Linked DNA regions of Anas platyrhynchos: region 1 is linked to region 2. A link is a contact called in public Hi-C data. All regions are on one chromosome and are shown on one strand. The core of a region is the stretch at or near the end of the contact, and the rest is flanking DNA. Distances in the headings are between cores, read along the strand shown. Region 1 overlaps MYH9 (myosin heavy chain 9). Region 2 has its middle 9.2 kb from the start of MYH9.

The links. A called contact is a pair of places that touch in the nucleus more often than the background predicts.
Region 1: a contact with region 2 is called in a Hi-C map of F5 follicle, with 1.8 times the contacts expected there. The contact joins two enhancer-like sites. A contact is called at or near these places in 6 of 8 Hi-C or Micro-C datasets (F1 follicle, F5 follicle, liver and 2 more).

What each region holds. Positions count from the first base shown.
Region 1 is chr1:55,068,652-55,071,656 of IASCAAS_PekinDuck_T2T, forward strand. MYH9 (myosin heavy chain 9) reads left to right here. Exons shown (of 41, transcript XM_072037976.1): 7 at 622-685; 8 at 1,221-1,319; 9 at 2,167-2,310. Among named protein-coding and RNA genes, the nearest start is that of RBFOX2, 38 kb to the right of the region's middle. Within about 2 kb of position 1,485, at least 3 of the 8 cell types and tissues checked have an H3K27ac peak or open chromatin away from gene starts, as enhancers often do. A contact at or near this core is called in F5 follicle, where this site is marked.
Region 2 is chr1:55,020,834-55,023,776 of IASCAAS_PekinDuck_T2T, forward strand. No RefSeq gene overlaps it. Among named protein-coding and RNA genes, the nearest start is that of MYH9, 9.2 kb to the right of the region's middle. Within about 2 kb of position 1,473, at least 5 of the 8 cell types and tissues checked have an H3K27ac peak or open chromatin away from gene starts, as enhancers often do. A contact at or near this core is called in F5 follicle, where this site is marked.

The sequences.
Region 1 (3,005 bases), core at 235-2,734, 48 kb after region 2:
AGGGGGAGGACTTGTTATGCTTCTGGGTGAATTGCTGTCCTGGGATAGGGAAACTGTCTGTGTGACTTAACTGAAATTAATCTGGGAAGAGAATTCATTCAGTGAATTATCCAGAAAATGTTGCTGATAGGTTTCTATTATGGAGAAGCCATCTGCACCAATTTTTATTCTAAATTTATTACGGTCAGTTTTATCCTGTCAAGCAAACAGGGATCCTGATTTTGTTTGTTCTGGAGAGGTAGACAGTGGGAGACAGACTGAGAAGCCAGAGCTGGAGCTAAATCGAAATGGTTAATGCTGGTTGAGGGAGGAAGAACTATCCAAAATGTATAGTGCATGAAACTGAAAATGCTCTGGTTGTGGGAAACATAGGTCAAACCATAATTAAGTTGAATTGTAGGCTGCCTGTCTTTATTTACAGGTAAGTATTTGGTGTCTTGTTTGTTAAATCGTCATGATCAGCAGGCATTGCCTATTGGCTGACCTTATGTTTTGCATAGAACTTGCCTGACCTGTTCTAAATTTCCTTTCCTGGATTAAAAACACCAGATTTGCCTTTGCTGCTCACTGCTGTTCTGCACAGAGTGAATACTAACGTTATTACTAATATCTTCCTCTCAGGGCAAGTTCATCAGAATCAACTTTGATGTCAACGGCTACATTGTTGGAGCCAATATTGAGACCTGTATCCTTTCTGTAGCCACTGAAAAGTTACAGGCTATAGAGTGGCAGGAATGATGCTTAGCAATGTCATCAGACCTTACTTGTGCTTGCCAGGTTGAGAATGTGGCAGGAGGCACTTTAATTTATGCTAGCAAGAATACTGTTGTAGTCTCCTATTCCTTCATATAGCATTTTGTGACTGTGGTGGAAATCTCTTCTGAGTGAATGAATTCTAATCGTAGGAGGCTGAGATAGCAACAAACCACGATAAGATGGAGAGCTTTGGAATTTCACACACCATTCTCATTTTCGTGCAGGGCAAGTCTGGATAGTTGGCCACTATTTCTCTGTTTATCAGTCTAGTTTGTCGTATCATAGCCATCAGTCAGAGATTCAGAGAACTGAGACTAGAAGCTCAGTGGCTTGTTGGCTGATAGTGATTACTAAATCAATACCCCTGTTAATGGGCACAAGAACATCAGGTACTGCTAGTTTTCCTCCTGCCGTAGACTAGGAAGTGATTTGTACGTCCTGCCATATGCCTTGACTCTCAGAAGATCTCCTGGAGAAGTCCCGTGCAATCCGTCAAGCCAAGGAGGAGAGAACCTTCCACATCTTCTACTACCTGCTGTCTGGGGCAGGGGAACATCTGAAGAGTAAGTTTGATTGTTGTTTTAATTATGGGGTTCCTCAGCACACAGAGGGTCCAAAACACTTGTATGCTAGCACTTGTTCCTTCATAGTTTCTTGCCTCTCCCTTTTAGGTATGGTCACTCCTCCTCTTCTTCTGCACGTGCATGTATCCCTTTGCCTTCCCCCTACACTTCTCAGTTCCTGAAAACTTGCTTCTCTGGTTCCTTCCTGTACTTGTTTCCTTGCCAGCAATGACTCTACACCCTTCCTTATCTAAATCACTGTCCTGTGTTTAGTCTCGTCTTGTATGATGTAAACCCTTCCAGTGCAGGCATGGTCCTACAGTGATGTACTCGGTGTTTAATTGAATGGAGCAAAGTGTCTGGCGCTTAAGCAATCTAGAAGTCAAGGATGCACCTAGCTTTAAAGCCTCAGCCTAGTATGTTCTTTAGTAGTTGGAGTCCATGTTGTGTGAGAGTGGCAAATTGATCTGGAGGAAGGACAGAACTCCAAGACTTTTCTCATAATTGCAACTATTTCAAGAGCTATATACTAACCTTCCTGTGACTTGAAACAAATGAGGTATCTGATACTGAAGGCAAATTTACTTGCAAGTTATCAGTGCTTTTTATGCATGTAGGGCATAATGATGATTGGCACTTATTTGGTGGAGTATTCCAGAAGGCAGAATAGAAAGAAATAAAGCAGAAAAATGTTCAGTTGTTGGTAAAACTGCTCTTAATCTCTGATTCCTCCAGTATCTGCTAGCATGTGCAAGTCAGAAATTTGTTCTCAGTGGTAGCTTGTATATCTATTTATCTATATTTTAAAAAAAATCCACAGTAACTTCTTTCTCCTTTTTCTCCTAAGCTGATCTGCTCCTGGAGCCTTACAACAAATATCGCTTCCTCTCCAATGGGCACGTTACAATCCCAGGTCAGCAAGACAAAGATATGTTTCAGGAGACCATGGAAGCAATGAGGATCATGGGCATCCCCGATGAAGAGCAGATAGGTATGAGTCCTCTGAAGGGAGGAAATGAAGGAGGGAACAGATCGCATCTTTCTGGAGCTTTATTTTTGGTTTGGTTTCATTCTTGGGTGTTTTTTTGTTGTTGTTGCTTTGTGTCCCCCTCCCCGTAACTCTTCCCCCACCACAAAGTGAACAGTGTGCAAGTGATGAACTTGGTAGCTTTGGAGTGCCCCACCTCAGGATGTACCAAGACAGTTAATCTTAGAAGTGAAACAGCCAACAAAAACATACTTCTGTTTGCTGTTTTTGTTCCCAGTTTGAGGGCTGTATATCCACTTTATGAATAATACTTCCAAGATATGAGTGCTCCCTCACTTCCTAAATAATGCCTTTTAGGTGTTAAATCCAGCTGGTGCTGGATTAATACTTTTATAACCTTCCTTACTGGTTTGGAAGCAGTATTCTGCCCAATCTCAGTTTCTAAATGTATAAGATCTTATAAAATAGGATTTTTTTCCCATATATTGCAAGCATCCATTTTTTTTTTTAAAAAGGTCACTGCTTCTGTTGCTGGATGCTGTAGCTCTGGTGGCTTTAGGGGATATGTGCCTATGCCTTAGCTATTGCTCTTCACAGTCCAGTCTGCTCTTAATCCGTTCTTTTGTTATTCATAACTTAATATTATTCTTGAAATCCTGAATCATCTGAGACTGAAACTGCTATATGGAGGTGAAGAC
Region 2 (2,943 bases), core at 223-2,722:
GATGCTCACTGTACATGCACACACGCTGGTAGGGTGAATGCACACGCCAACACCTGCAGGGCAGGTGCTCGGCGAAAGGACAAGAGGCAACAACAGATCATGGGTTTGCCACCCTCAGAGGTTTCCAAAACATAGCTGGATATGGCCCTGAGTGAGCTGGAGACCTCCAAAATGACCTTCTCCACTGAGTGATGCCCCGAGGTTGCTAACCCTATACATTTGGCAATGGGTGATGTGTAATTCAGATACTGGTCACAACCACTTGCATCTGGGATGCCGTAACAACCCCCACGTGCAGTTGGAGTAAAATAATCCATGGGTATCCCTGGAAAGGAGGCTTTCTGCCCTCCCAGGGCTGTGATTCCCTCCTTGTTTCTAACCAGCCTGTGTTTGGTGTGTCACCAGAAAGTCCTCCCCATGACCGTGCGTTTCCAGAGCCTCTCTAGCACCCAGGCAGTCAGCCACACCGAGGAAATGGTCGAGCTGGAGACACAGCTCTTGGTTTCGGTTCAGGCTGTTTTCCAGCTGGATCAGACTGTGAGATCTGGGGCTGGCAGTGGGAGTGTGAAGGTCGGAGGAGGGAGGGGAAGAGGAGGCTGGGGGCTTCTTCCTCTGGGGGCTGCCCAGACTCGGGCTGGTTTGCGCAGTCCTCAAACCACAACCCTGACCGTCCCAAGGCTGAGAAGGAACAGGATGTTCCCTCGTTGGCTGACCTAATCCGAATCACTCATCCCAAGGGAAAGGCCCCACAACCTCTCTTTCTTGAGCCAGACACAGCCTGTAAGCAGTTAAAGAGTGGATGTGGTGGCAAGCTCAGGAAAGGGAGCATGATCCCACGGGTCTCCCACTGGTGACCCAGCCACAGCTCCTGCCCCCCTCAGCTCTTAAAATATGTGGCTTGAGAGCTATAAAAACTCATTGCATGGCAGGGAAGGTTGTTAGATCTGGCGGCTCGTGTACTTCTGTGTTCACCTGGACATCTGACAAAAAAGGTGAGCACCTCGTGTGCTCGGCCCCGTGCTGCTGGGGCTTGAACACGGTTACAAATGCATCACAGAGGAAGCTCCCAGTGCCTGCTTCCTTTCCTACAAAATAGAGATATCTGCCTCCTGGAGTGATAAATATGATCGTGTTTGGTAAAGATCTCTGTTGAGGCTCACAAGCACACTCATCCCCGGCCTCCCCTTCTGCCGCTCCTTCCTGAAACACGTCAGTGCTCGCAGGAGGAGGTGGGTGCCGTGACATCCCTCTTTTTTCCCCCGCTGAGAGACACTGAGTCACGCTGGGGTGATGCCCCCCAGGCTGGCAGCAAGCCCAAAAGCAGAGTTACGGCTCCCCGTGCCCCCTCCCCATGCCAGCCGCCACCCGCGTATGATCTGGTGGATTTATCTTTCCACGTCCTCGGTGTAATGAACCCGTGTCAGGAATGCTGTGTGCATAGCGACCTTATCTGATGACAGTGACATTTTTAGCGTGTTTGTGTTCGGCCTTCTTCGTAACCAGTTGGCGGAGCTGGATGGATCAGCCCGGGTCGATACGTGTAGGAACCCAATGCCCGCAGCCGGCCGGAGATCTCGGGGGGATCCCAAAACACGTACGGAGCCGTGGGGTCTGCAGCAGACATCCCGCAGCAGCCCGGCCAGCTGTGGCTTTTCACACACTCACCAGCAGCAGTGAGGGAAGATCGTTTGTTTTTCCTTTCTTTTTTTTTTTTTATTATTTTTAAATTCCGGTTCTCAGAACTACCCCAACCAGATGGGAATAGGGTTCCCATGTCGGATGCGGGGGACCCCGCGACCCATGGCTCCCCAGATCCCCAAAAAGCAGCGAGCGGAGGCTTTGCCGCAGCTCCTCCGGGAGGTGCGGGGGAGAAAGGGAAGAGGAAAGGGGTGGTCGTGCAGTTTTCTCCTGCTTCAGCAGCTGGGCCAAGGGAGGGTTCCCAGGGTTTTTCCCAGGAAGGAGGTCAGGGCCGGGCAGCCTCCAGCCCTGGGAGGCCCCACCTCCTCTCAGCCTCCAACGCTGCGCTCCTGCCCTTATAAGGCTGCGGTTGTCACCGAGGCCAGGAAGGAAAAAAAAAAAAAAAAAAAGAAATGTAATAAACCCAAAAGCCATAAAAAGCTGCGTGAGCGTTACCTGCCCCGCTCCGGGCTCCCTCCCCAGGCAGGATCTCGCTGCCAGCCTAGCTCAGCCTCGGGGCTCCCACCCCGGAGGCCTCGCCTCAGGGAGCTCCAAATTTATGGGGCCTCAGCTCTGAGGTGTCTTCGTTTGCTTTATGTAGTGCTTCAGGAGGAGGTTCACGTCTCCGACCACCTTTTATTTTTTGCTGCTTTTGCGGGGTGGGAGAGCCTGGTAGGTCTCCATCCTGCAGGAGAGGGTGCCCAAAGGGGGAGACTGTGGGGTGAGCCTTCAAATGGCCACCTTCCCCCACCGTTTCCCCTTAAAAAAAATGATCTTCTGAGGGCATATTGGCCTTTCTGAGATGGGGTCAAATGCACCCAACTGCAGAGGAGACCCTGCTGTCTCCTGGATGGAAAAACTTGCTGTGATGAAGAAGACACCATGGGCTTGAACAGCAGCAAAGCCCCAGAGCAGCAGTCAGGAGACGTGGTGGATCCATCAGGCAATTATCCGCCTGTTTCCGCGTGCGGTTGAGTTTTGCTCCTTCCCCCCCCTTCTCGATTTTTCTCTAAGTAATGAGGCAATTCATTGTCGGTGCATATTTTAAACCCTGACTCTCTTGGTTCCTGTCTTAGACCCAGCACACACTTCCCAAAAGTTTCCTGTGGGCCCCAGCTACAGCCGTTCAAACATTTTCCATCGTACGTGAAGCGGCTGCGTGCTGCCATGGGACCCTGGCTTCCTCGACCTGCCTGGTCAGCAGGAGCAGGATCCTGTCCCCAGATCCCTCCTGGGACCTGCTGGGGGCACTGGGGCCATGCTCAG